3 separate regions of the Mus musculus genome follow, and all the other regions are linked to region 3. The links are chromatin contacts, called in public Hi-C and Micro-C maps. All regions are on one chromosome and are shown on one strand. The core of a region is the stretch at or near the end of the contact, and the rest is flanking DNA. Distances in the headings are between cores, read along the strand shown.

Region 1 (4,102 bases), core at 767-3,266, 120 kb after region 3:
ACCCTAGCCCGGCATACAGAGGGGGCCCAGCATAGCTGATGGGGTTGGGTTCCTCTCACTGGCTGGTTCTTTTCCGCTCAAGGCTAATCTTTATTTTGCTACCCATGATAGGTTTTAGATTTCCTATAACTGGAGCAGTGCAGCCTGTACTTCTGCTCGGTGATTCTATTTTTCAATGGCTCATTCACGCTGTTGCATGCATTGAAATGTGCTTCCGCCATCACTGGGGAGTGATTTGTTATACAGCCAGGTTTTCACACCCATGTGTAAGTTCAGGTGGACGTATGCTCTTTTATGGAAGTCAATACTTCAATACTTCTCTGTTGGCCAAACCCATGTGCTATACCTTACACTGTTATCTTTGGAGTCTATTGTTAGAATGACTTAAAAGCAGACTGGTGTGAAGTCCAAGATCAACTTATTTCCTAATGAAATTGGCCACTCAGGGCCCATGCTGAGTGGTGGTCGTGCTGTTCAATCTGGAGGCGTCAAGGGGGAGCTCTGAAGAGAGGGATCACCTCAGTGGGTTGAAGTCCTGGACAAACACGTAATGAATCTCCCCAAGGTTATGGTCAGGGTTAGAACGGAGACAACAGAAGGCCCGAGTGATGGGAAAGTGAGATGGGGGAGGAAGGACGGGCTCGACTGTCCACTAGCTTCTCACTCAGGCCTGATGTTGCTACCTTGCCGCTGTTTTCAACCTTTCCCATCATCAAGGCGTAGGGAAAGACTGGCATATACAAGTTTCCCAAACTAGAGCTTGCTCCTGTGAACTCTGAGAGCTTTCTTCCTTTCGTAGGTCTTCCTGGATAGCACTGCCCTCCAACAGGTGAGGTGTGCTCACTACACACAGCTCACACGGCTCAGAACTTCTCTCTGAGAGCCGGCTGTCCCCTGCTGCCAGGGCAGTTACCAGGACTACTCGACATGCAGGGAAGGTACCAGGAGAACAGAGTTCCTTGGCTGAAACTGGCCCACGTGGGGCTCCTGGCTGCTGGGGATAAAGGGTAGGGAGGATTCGGGTCCTCACTTCTGCTTTTCCATTGTATTTCCAAGGCAGCTGTTGCCTTAGTAGGGACTTTGCCCTCTAAGGCAATGTGAGTCATCAAAGAGGCTGGGGGCTGAAGGATTGAGGAATGGGGAAAGATCTTGGTTGGTCTGCACCTCGCAGCTGGAAAATACTGGAACAGAAGCAAAGCACTGGGAGCAAATTCTCCACTTCAGCTCTAACTTTGGCCTTGAACGTCACCCCAGGTGGGGGCCAAGATTCAGAGGAACGAAACACTCAGAATGTGGATCCCAACAAGCAGTAAAACCCCAGGGCAGGTCCTTCTACCAGGGGACTCAGTAAGTGACAGAGATGCAACATTAAAGCTGGCACCCACACTTTGTAAACTTGACACTGAATTCCTACAGCCGAAGGAAACTGTCGAGATCAAATTAAAGCAGATCATGGGGATTTAGGCCAAGTCACAGGATAACCGCAGTGAGCTTTGGCTTGAAAATGGGGCAGGATGAGTCATATTTTGATTAAGACAAACAGATCTAACAATACGAAAAAAACAAAAACCAAACTCTACTACTGCAGTCTTCTGTGTTTGCCCCTCATTCCCACAAAGTACGCCAAGCAGGGCAAACTCTGAGTGAACTGTGGGGCTAATGTCATTGTGGCTCTGAAAAAAGAGGTCCACTTAGATGGCCTCAGTGATATCATTAATGAGCCCCCAAAGAAGTAGCAGACTGGGCCAGCTGCTCTGTGATCCCAAGTGGTACCACAGCCCCTAGCCTCACTGGTAAGTAGAATATAATTCTTAAAACTCACTGTCCCCCTTTATTTTGTGAGTAAAAATCCAAGCACGCAGGAGAAAAATCAGTTCTGAATGGCACGCTTTTTATAACTTGTGGCAGCAGGGTGAAAGGGCACAGGAATTTTCCACTAGCTTCCAACTGAACAGCCCTGCATGCAAGGCAAGAGGGCTGGGGAGAGGGGCAGACCTCCGAACTGCATCTAATTATGGGAAAATGACTCAGGTCCCTTGTACTTTCACCACAAGCTTCTGGAGAGGCACGCCGAGGCTTTCCCTCAGAGACGGCTGTGGCGCTCAAGTCAATGTGGCTTTCCTATATAACTGAGTGTCCTAGAATTGTTCACCTAAGAACAAGTGAGGACTGGATGGGCGCACTGTAAATCATGAGCAAGCAGTAGTTGGCAAGATCGCCCTTTGAAAGCCAATGCCCACTTCTGCACTTCTGCCTACCACAAAATGCACTGGCCAGGGGCAGGCGGAGTCCCACGGCACCACACGCTGCTCTGAGAACATGCCATCAGGTACTTGGGAAAGCTGCTCACCTGAAGGGGGATAGGGCCTCAAAGCATCACAAGCTAGAAAAACACTCAAGTCTAAGACCTCTTCTAAGGCCCCGCTAAGGTCTTAGACACTCTGCACTTCTGTTCATGTTTCTAGTTTGCTGACAAGCACACAGATAGCAACTAAAGGCAATGTCTTGACTGGAGGCAGGGAAGGAGGAGGAGGGCTGGGTCTCCAATCGAAATCCCACAGAGGGCAAGGCTCTGGCCAATGTGTTTCCACTTTTCTTAGTTCCTGGTATCCAGAGTGTCTCAGTAATTATTACTTCTTTCATAGCACCCCTAGGTTGAAACAAATACTTAATAAATGAATTGACTAGTACATTAGGTCCAAATGATTTAAACACTTAGCAGTCATTTCAACACATAAATGCACACAAACTGCAAGAAATAAATGACCCTTTGTTTACTTTTTTTTTTTTTGACAAAGTATTGTTATGTAGTCCAGGCTGACCTTCAGTTTGCCTCAGCCTTCTGAATGGAGTTGTTTCTTAAGTATGAATGGAGTGGATTTAGCCTATAGGCAGCACAATGTTCCTTTGGAGTCAAAGTGGACACTGCCCCAGTGAGTTCTAGTTCATCTTCTATCCTGCCAGGCTTGCTTTCTGCAAGAGCGGCCACCAGAAACTCAGCTTCACAGAAGGACGATCAGACATTACAACTGGGGGGCTCTGAGCCTCTGGCTCCTCTAACAGTAGACAGAGTTGAATGCTGTGAGTTTTCCTTGAGCATTTTAAAACTCCCCTCCATGGTATTGTCTGCTCACTGCAGGCACTCAGGATGCCTTAGTGTGGACTTTGGAGTCTGTGCTAATTTGTTCAACTTGACTCCTCCTCCTCCTCTTCCTCCTCCTCCTCTTCCATTCAGAGCAAGGCCTCATGTAGCCCAGGCTATCCTTGAACTCATTATATAGTGGAGGATGTCCACAAACCTTTGATCCCTCTGCCTCCACCTCCTAAGTCCCAGGAGTACAGGTGTTGGTGACCAAAACTAGCTTATATGGTGCTAGGGACTGACCCCAGAGCTTCATGCACACTAGGTAAGCACTATAAATGAGCACTACAACTTGCCATTTATATGACAAGCTCCTCAGTATCTCTATGTTACTTTTCCCAACGAGGAATGGAAAACTTAAACAAGCTGGCCCAGGAGCTCCTATGGAGCTGAGCTGCAACTTGCCTCTCCGTGGAGATGCCTGCAGGAGAGCTTCAAAGACAGTGGCAAGTCCCTCCCTAGCCACTCGGTCCTGGCACAGCCAGGCTTCCACATTGCTACTCAAAGCATGACACACTTAGTGCACTGGAGGAACCCAAGACAGAATTAAATCCACCCAGCTGGCTCGTATCACTTCCTCAGAGCGCTGCGGCCTCACTCCACCGAGCACCGGGCAGAGCCACCATCCACAGTACAGCTTAAGTTCTCTCTGCCACTGGACTCCATCAAATGCAATGCATGACTCAGACATTTCTTTATTTGTTATTTATTTTTAGACTAATGGGAACTGTATGAATTCTTTCTTGGGCTTCCAAGGGCACATGCCTTTTATGCTTGATCCGGAAAGAGTCATGTTTCGGAATGCTAAATTACAATTTACCTAACTGAATCCTTTAACTGTCCTCAGGCAGCTAGAACAGTTTCATCCACAGTTCAAGGCCAGTGAACTTGAATCCCCAAGTTCATGCTCCAGGCGTTACGCAGGTAGTCCCAGGTAAAAGGTACAAACTCACCCATGTT
Region 2 (4,236 bases), core at 1,347-3,846, 78 kb after region 3:
TGTATTTGCAATCTTGCTACCTCCTGTCAGATTCAAATTTAACTCAAAAAGAGTTACAGGATGTGCCCAATCTATAATGTAGGGAATTTAAAAGGAGAGGGGAAACATATATATTTTTGCTTGTAGGAGCACACAATCTAGCAGGAGGCACATAGAAACACTCAATGGGGTCAGGGAGGCCAGTCTCTTCATATAAATGTCAACATACAACACATCTGGGAAATATTCACATCCTCCTTCTGAGGGTGTGGGGAATGCTTGTCCTGTGGTTGTGTGCGTGCGTGTGTGTGTGTGTGTGTGTGTGTGTGTGTGTGTGTATGTGTGAGCACACACAAGTGAGGTATCGAATACTAACCTATAAGCCCCACCTGCCCGGGGCGTAATCTCCTGGGATGCTTCGAGTTGGAGTTCCTGGACTATAACAAAAGCCTCATGGGAAAGTATGGTAGTTTATGGGTTTGTCTTTATAAACCCCTCAGAGGGTTATTAATTTCCCAGCTGGGAAATTCCAGGGAGTGGTCCTGACTGACATCCATCTCTTGGTCAGTATTTAATATTTAATAAAGCTTGCTTCAAATCTGGCCTCAAATGGTGGGAGTGGTTCTTCTCCAGCGCAACTCGGGACTAGCAGTACAACGGAGATGCACATGCTGAGGGGATATGTGCATGCATGTGTGTATGATAGGCATGCACATGTACAGAGGGACAGGCAGGGCAAGGTTCACGATAGAGACTAAGAAGCTATGGTTTGTGGGAGGGCAGGCTGGCTCTAGTGTGGGTAGGGAGAAAGAAGGGAAGAGCTGTAACTGGCAGAGAGCAGGGTCAGAAAGCACTTCAAATGCCACATACTCTGGCATGACCTTGAACCTGCCAACAAGAGGAAATTTAGCAGCAGGGTGGAATTTGATGGTGTCTGTTTTCTAAGACACATTTAAAGGACCAATAAAAGCAGAGTCAGGCATACAGAAAGCAAAAGGCAGTGATCCTCATATATAATGGGATATACATGAAGAACAAAGGTTTTGGACTCTGACAAGGGACTGAGGTGCATATTTTACATACCAAAGCAGACCTGGCCCCAAGGTTGCCTGGCATCCCTCAGTCCCTAATTAGCATACATAATTAGCATACCTAATTAGCATATAATATCTTATATAGATAAAGGATATTTGGTGCCTCTCTCTTCTCCACTTCTCTCTCTGTGTGTATGCTCCGCCCCCTCTGTTTCTCCATAGTGACTTTCCTGGCCTTAGATCTTGGGGGCCAGTGAACTCACCTATCTTTATGAGAGAGCAGAGTCTCAATAAATCTGCATTTAATATAACCTACTTTGCTTTGAATTGGCTCATTTCACCTGCAGAGAGATAATCTCTCAAGTATCACCAGGAAGGTGCCCTCATGCCAGGTAGTGAATGAAGCCCCACCCTGCTGGCGCTGGCTCTTAGCCCTTAGGCAGTTAGTTAATGCCTGATCTGTGGGATCTGCGCATGCTCCTTCCTGAGGCACGACTCTGCCTTGTCACCTGTCTCCACACAGGCTTGGTTACTAGCCGTGAACTGGTCACCAGCCTCACATCCTGCAGGATACACAGCAATTCAGATAGGACCTGGGTCCTGCCTTCCCTTATCCCCGCCCCCCCGCCCTCCCTCCCTCCTCTCCATCGGATCCCATCCCAGCACTTCACTCAAGTGCTACCAGGAGCAGTCACTTGACAGAAAACTCACAGGTATTTAATACACCCACCATGTGGTGCCAGGGTGGCTGGAGATTTTTACACATCTCAAAGCACCATCTAGACCCGAGTTTTCAGACAGAAACAAAAAACAAGACAGAAACTCAATGATTTCTGCATATGAAACAAAACGGTGTCAGTCAGCCCGAGATATTTCTCAAACTTTTTAATGCTGTGGGTCTATCATTCAGTTCCCGTGGCCAAAAGCCAATAGAAAACAGAGAAACAAACCACAGCGCTTCTCATCTTGATTGTCTCTATACGATTCCCTGATTCCCCAGAGCGACAGTTACCATTTCAGGCAGATTCTCATTTTATTTCACGTTTCCTTGTTTTGTAAGTTGATAAGTACAAAAAAAGTATCAATATGGTTAAGGGGAGGCTGCCCGACCTGCTCTGTTTAATCCTCATAGCTTATCTTTAAAAAATGTACACAACCTGTACATTTTTTTAAAAAATTACACAATCTTTTTAAAGCTCTGTGTCATTTCCTACCCCACCTGACCCTCGTGACTCTGCAAAAAAGAAAAAACAAACCAGAAGATAAAAGTCAGCGCAGGGAAAGCTACCAGTGGCGCTGCCAACAGCAGATGACTCAAGCGGCACCTGAGAATTTGTTGTGCTTGTGTGTTCTGAGGCTCCGAACTTCCTGCTTCAATAAAATACCAAACAAGTTGTGCTTCCTTCACAAATAAGCTATTACATCAAGCCCTGTTCCTATAATTTCACGGTTTTGTCTCCATTCCAACATTTTCTTTGGCAAATGTAGAAACATTCTAATTAAAGTGTGCAGGAAAACAAGAGTCACCCAGCGCGGGAAGACCACGCAAAGGCACATTCGCGCCTTTCTCGCTTACGCTGTGCTCAGCTCTGCTTTAAAACAGTTGGGGACGGCGACACGCAGTCCCTGACTAATTCCTAGGTAATGGTTTGAAGAAGCCCTGAGTCACTTGGGAAAAAATTCCAAAGGTATCAATAATTCCTGTCACAAGCTTCGCATTCCTGAAGAATATCCTTCCGTCTGCCCTAGGAGGAAGGCATTCCTCTTAGGTCAACACGTAACATCAAGGTTTCTTTTTAAGATATTGAAACGAGGAAGAGGCCTTCCTATTTATATGACTGCGGAAGTGGGTTGGAAGCCAAGTTGAAAGGACAGCCTCATTTCCCAGGAGCTCTTTACATTTTCGCTTTTATGAAGACCTTTAAAAGCCCCACTTGTATTTACTTTGAGAAATATCAGCCGGGCGTGGTGGCGCAATATCATCTAAATAGGGCCAGGGGTGGGGTGGGGTATAAAATACATAGCTTAAGTAGCTAGAAGCCAGCAGCACTGTACCCCATTCTCTCTGTCCCCAGCTAAGCAGGGGCAATTGTGCATTTTGCTTTTCGGTCATAAAGCACCGTGCTGTGCGATGCTGTCCTCCAAGCATAACAGCTATTTTAACCAGAGAGATTGTGACCACTCACAAGAGAACCTCAAGGTTCTAGCATTGACATTACCAACAAGAAGGAAGCAGTGGGAAGGGTTATGGGACCCGTACCTGAGAGTTCCACTTGTCCCTCTGGTGTCTAGCTCCCAGCCTGTTTAATTCTGCCCCGGCTGCACATGGTCTCCTGGTCTTCGGAAGTGGTAGCTAGCATACACAGAGGGCTAAGTGAGTGTATGAGAGCTCCACACATGTGTCTATGCAGCTACATGTCATCCATATGGAGCATCCATGCTAGACTGAGACTTTCTGGGGATGTAGCTGACTTGGGGTTACCCACATTTCTTTTAAGCAAGGGCAGTCATTCTATTGGTCCTCCAAGCTGGACTTGAGTGGTATCCTCTCATCACTTGGGCCTGATTGGTGGCCTGTCTGGGAGATAAATATGTTTCTGTTCACATCTCCCCAGGCAGAGTTTGTACAACACACTGTATTTTGCAAAGTCACAAGCTAAATCACATTTGATGGGTAAGCCACAGCTGGGGCTGTCTCTAAGGAGTCTGACCACATTCTCCAAGTGCTGGTTACCTCTTAGTTCTACAGAGCAGAGGGGCACCCACAGTAAGGTCACACTCTCACATGCTTCTCAGATGATGGATTATGGTGGCTGATACTACTGCTGTCCTGAGGTCACTGACAAGCCATGTTTCACCTACATGCCCCAATGTCTTCAGCTGAATAGCAAGAGATGAGGTTTCATCTTCTTCTCTTGCATGGGAAGCTGAAATGGTCTTCCAGAGGCTTCCTCACTCAAGGGAGAACTCTGCTTTACACTGTCAAGGGCGCTCTCCAGGGACATTCACCTTACAGCTATCGGCCATTCTCCTGGCAAGAGTCAGGGGGAGGAATGGAGGCACAGGGTGGGGGTGCAGGAGCTGGTCCACACTCTTCCTGGGCCCTCAGCTCTGACACTCTTGTTCTGTACTGGGGCTCTGCTGCTGTCCCTTCCAAGAGCTACACTACAGACACCCTTTCCCAACCCCGGCTCATCAAGTGGACCTTTGGAAAGCTTTGTCT
Region 3 (4,327 bases), core at 603-3,102:
TTCCTTCTCTTCTCCTTAATCTTAGTTTTAAGGCGTTAACTTAAAAGCCCTAAAATCACTTAGAAAACAGCTGCTGTAGCCTGGGTGGGGGGTAATAAGGTTTGCACTTGACTCCCCTCAAGTGCGTGTCCTCTCTCCCAATCAATAAACTCACTAACTTTGCTTCATTCTGACTCATCCTAACGTCTCTGCAGCAAGAATATAGGTGGCACTTGAGTAGAGGTCCCTGAGCGTCTGAGGGGTACTTGTCATGTGCAAGGTCAGCAACTTTAAGTTGTGCTCCCCGCTGTCTTGTCCCTTCTGCTAGTGAAATTAAATACTTATCCACGATTAGACCATACATTCACTTGACAAACTTAGTAAAGTAAGAGGGAGGTTTGAAACCATCAGTGTGGGGGTTCCTAAAAATTCTGAATGAAATCCTATTCTAAAAGTCAATTTTTCAGAAACCTTGATGTGCAACAGTGATTTTCCTATTCCCTAGGAAAACATTTAAAAAGATAGTGATTCAGAGAGGTCTTAATTCCCTACCTCAGACATAATCTCCAACTGGCGCAAAACTCAGTAAGGGATCCAGTCGCCAAAGTACCCCCCTAACACAGAATGAAAAGAACTGAGAAATGGGGGGGAAAGTCATAGATACATCTGGGAGAACCCAAACAGAGCTCTTCTTTGAAACTGAAAACCAAAAAGGAAGTACAACTGTAGGTTTTTATGGGATGTCATATAACGAATTCACATTAGGAGAGCTTTCTACTCTTTATTGTTTTCAGAGTTCAATCTCCACGGGGCGGGGGGGGGGGAGGGAGGGGTGGAAAGAAAGAAAGAAACAGTAGCAGGAAGAAAGCAATCTGACAAGAGATCAGCCCACATTGAAGCCCAGTCCAAGCTGAAGAGAACTGTATCGACAGTGAGGCTCCTATTGTAACCAATGTATTCATTTCCTCCCTAGGCCCTCGCTTTCACCCGGGAGGAACCCAAGGCAGGAGTCGTCCTTCACAGCTGTCACTTTGGTCAGCGCCTAGAGGTCTTGCTAATCTAAAAGACCTCGGAAGTGCAAATGAAGCCAGTCCCAGCATCACCACCTCGGACTCAGTGCCCTACTTTGGCAGGCACTGAGATGGGCAGTAACAGCCGGCCCGGGGCGGGGGTGGGGCGGACCCGGGAACACACTCAGCCTCAGCAGGACGTTCCAGAAGGAACCCCGAAGTGAGAACCAGAAACTTCCCCCCGCGGCGGGAGGCCGTGAGCTGCGGCACGTGCTCGCCGGGCTGCGAGTGTTCGCCCGGGTTGCAAGCGCCGCCCCGGCCGCGGGGAGGGCTCGCACGCAGCCCTGCGCGGCCGCGCCTCACCTGGACCCCGGTGTAGTTCTCGAAGAAGAAGAGCACCATGTTCTGGTAGACGCAGTAAAGCCGGTCGTCCACGCGCTGGTACAGGCGGGCGGGCATCAGCGCGGAGAGCACCCGCCACAGCGTCCAGGCCAGCAGGTAGGTGGGCGCCGAGCCCAGCAACAGGACGCTGGGGAGCAGGTAGCGCATAGAGTACGTGTGGAGCACCAGGGACAGCAGCATCCTCTCGGCTCGCCAGCCGCGACTCCGCCTGCGTTGCCCGCGCGGCCACCAGGACCTCAGCCACCGCCGGCCGCCCGCCAATCACTGCGCGGGGCCGGCCGCGCCGCCGCCCTCCGCCCTGGCTCCGCCCCCAGCATGGGCCGCGGGGGCCCGGGACCCGGCGGGGACAGTGACGGCCTCTGCTCGCCGCCTTGGAAAGGGCACGCCTCGGCTTGCCGGGCGCACTCGCCTCGGGGTGCTCGCTTTGCTCCGCGCGACCCGTGCTTGTCAGCGGGGAGGCGGGGTGAAGCAAGGCTCCCGGGTAATAAGGCGCCTCCTGATTGGCCGACTTATGGGCGTAATACGTGTTCTGATTGGCTCGGTCCCTTGGCCTCGTCACGACGCATGCTCGACTGCGAATGCTGGCTGGGGATGAGCCCGGGAAGAAGTGAGGTGGTGGGTTTTGGCCTGTGCTGGCGTGCGAGAGCTGCGTGGAGACACGAGGATGCTTCCTGCAAGACACGCGTGAGCCGACTAAGTCGTGGAGCACAGGAGGAGCTCGATGCCGCAGGTTATGGACAACTGCAGCGTCTTCGCGTGCCGGAGGGCCACCCGTGCCCCCACGTGCATAGGAAGCACACCTTCCCTCCTCTTGGCTGTTGCAGAATGAGGCTGGGTCCGTCTCCTGTACCCTTGGTTCACCTTTCACGGGACTGTCACCTCCTTGTATTAAATCTTTCAAAGCCTTAACTTTTGCCCTTTAATAACCTCTTGCTCTTTAACTTGTTTCTACTGTGCGTTTTCCTAATATCCTACATTTCTTCTTTTCAATGTGTAGGAAAGTATTTCCCTATACATGTAGGATCCATAAGTTCTCTTCCCTCCAGAAAACTAGAATAGTTAAGTAACAGCAAAAACTTATCCAGGGGCCCAGGTCCTTTCACTGCCCTAACTAGTGGAGACCAGATAATTCTATACAAGAAGGTATAGAAGGAAACAGGTCAGTGCGCACGCTCAGATCTGTATAAAGTACGTTTTAAATATGTGGGTGTGTGTGTGTGTGTTGGTTTCTCTAAGTGACCCTAAGGTCACTTATTCTGCCCCTAGTTTTCTCCCTTTCCACACCACTGACGCCTGTGTCTCTGCTTCCTTGCCTTGGATTTCCCTTCATCTTTTGCCCCATGTTTCTTTCCCATCACCTCTGAGATGCGCTTCATAAGGCATACAGGTGACTCCTGTCATTAGCACACTATGTCAGATGGACGTGCTTAGGAGTTTACACGATATCAGAATGTATTGAATGACAATAAATTTCACTAAGTACAGTGGCTTCGCTGGCACCAGAGAGGCCCACTTTACTCTGTAGCCCTTGCTAAGGGAAACACAGGTTCTTTTATTGCAGTCTTAATTACTAATATTAACTCTCAGATCACACATACATCACTCTGTAAGTATATCTCTGTTTACATATGCATATATAGGTTACAGTGACTACAAAGAGTTAGAAAGAAGAAAGGAGTTTTAAAAGCCTTGGGAAGCCAGTGCTGGAGAACTGACAGGGCTATAAGAGTGTCTGTCACGATAACATGAACCACAAACCCAGCTTTAGGGGAAAAGCAGCTGTTGGTGGGTCACAGATATGACAAACTGTCCAGTTTAATGAAGATGCAGAGGTAAAAGGGCAGGCAAAGGAACTGTCAAGACAATTCACTGTCAGTTCAGCAGACCAGTCCAGACAAAGGAATTGTTTGACAGATAGACTGTAGATTCAGATTGGCAAACAAGAGTTCAGGAAGACAGGAATTGAGGTACACATCAAAAAAGAAGGGACTGAGCCAACCTGAAGGTCTCTGGAAATTCAGGGGTTCTCTCTCTGTTGGCCTATGACATTCTGCAAATAGTCAGATGATCCATTTGTGGGAGCATTTACTTGACAATGTTAAGAGTCAACTTTTGTCAACAGAAAAACAAGGTACCTGAGGGCCCCCTCTCCTTTCCCAACCATAAAGTTTCAATTTTCTAGGAATGTCTGTAGAAATTACATTTGTAAGGAAAGGACATGTGGCTTTTCCCTTATCAGATTATAACCCTGTCTAAAACGTCTCTGGGGCCACCTCATGTTTTATCAGAAGAGAGGAGACAGTAAGATGGTTCTGAACATCTGTACTCAGGATTGACAAACCTTAGTGATTACAGAGCCCATGTGGTGGAAGGAGAAAGTGAATTGGAGATTGTCCTGTGACCTCTACAGGTGTCCATGGCATGCACCCATACACACAGATAGCTGTAAAACTAGACAAATAGGAAGGTGTTCTGGTGACTCTTAGATGCACAATCTGAGAACCACTATAGCTTATCTGGATAATACTAACAATGTGAGCCTGTGTGTTTTTTTTAACCAAAAAAAAAAAAAAAAAAACAAAAACCCTTTATGCTTAAGCTTACATTAAAATACCTGTAATAAAATTCCCAGCTATGTTTCACTATAAATTCTTTTCAACATCAAATCCACTAATCCTGGTTTAGCCCGAGCTGAAGTCCCTAAAATCCAGGGGAACTCCTCTGGCTGCCGAGGATGACAGTGTGATAGTCTTCAGGAACAAAAACCAAGGTGAGGCTTGAAGATGATAAAATCTAGAGATCTTGATCAGTTTTTTTTCCCCCTTAAGGCACCAGAGAAATCTCAAACACCTCACAGACAGAATCAGCAGTTGAAGAAAGGTGTTTATTAGGGATTGAGGAAACACATGGGAGACAGCAGATGTACAGAAAGAAAA

Evidence for each region. A called contact is a pair of places that touch in the nucleus more often than the background predicts.
Region 1: a contact with region 3 is called in a Micro-C map of muscle stem cells, with 5 times the contacts expected there. The contact joins the enhancer-like site here to the promoter of Agpat5 in region 3. A contact is called at or near these places in 3 of 39 promoter capture datasets (frontonasal cranial neural crest, hippocampal neurons and neural stem cells), 4 of 484 Hi-C or Micro-C datasets (muscle stem cells, nephron progenitors and stem cell-derived neurons), 3 of 115 datasets of contacts at active chromatin or transcription factors (the SCID.adh cell line, embryonic stem cells and epiblast stem cells) and 3 of 9 other capture datasets (adipose tissue, liver and pancreatic islet).
Region 2: a contact with region 3 is called in a Hi-C map of muscle stem cells, with 2.5 times the contacts expected there. The contact joins the enhancer-like site here to the promoter of Agpat5 in region 3. A contact is called at or near these places in 1 of 39 promoter capture datasets (macrophages), 4 of 484 Hi-C or Micro-C datasets (muscle stem cells, nephron progenitors and rod photoreceptor), 1 of 115 datasets of contacts at active chromatin or transcription factors (embryonic stem cells) and 3 of 9 other capture datasets (adipose tissue, liver and pancreatic islet).

What each region holds. Positions count from the first base shown.
Region 1 is chr8:18,724,510-18,728,611 of GRCm38.p6, reverse strand. All of the region lies in intron 12 of Mcph1 (microcephaly, primary autosomal recessive 1), which reads right to left. The region is part of intron 1 of Angpt2 (angiopoietin 2); the gene reads left to right. Among named protein-coding and RNA genes, the nearest start is that of Angpt2, 15 kb to the left of the region's middle. Within about 2 kb of position 2,016, at least 69 of the 459 cell types and tissues checked have an H3K27ac peak or open chromatin away from gene starts, as enhancers often do. A contact at or near this core is called in adipose tissue, muscle stem cells and neural stem cells, where this site is marked.
Region 2 is chr8:18,766,266-18,770,501 of GRCm38.p6, reverse strand. All of the region lies in intron 12 of Mcph1 (microcephaly, primary autosomal recessive 1), which reads right to left. Among named protein-coding and RNA genes, the nearest start is that of Angpt2, 27 kb to the right of the region's middle. Within about 2 kb of position 2,596, at least 61 of the 459 cell types and tissues checked have an H3K27ac peak or open chromatin away from gene starts, as enhancers often do. A contact at or near this core is called in adipose tissue and muscle stem cells, where this site is marked.
Region 3 is chr8:18,843,804-18,848,130 of GRCm38.p6, reverse strand. It overlaps Agpat5 (1-acylglycerol-3-phosphate O-acyltransferase 5 (lysophosphatidic acid acyltransferase, epsilon)), which reads right to left and starts at 1,852. Exons shown (of 8, transcript NM_026792.3): 1 at 1,353-1,852. The coding sequence starts at 1,571.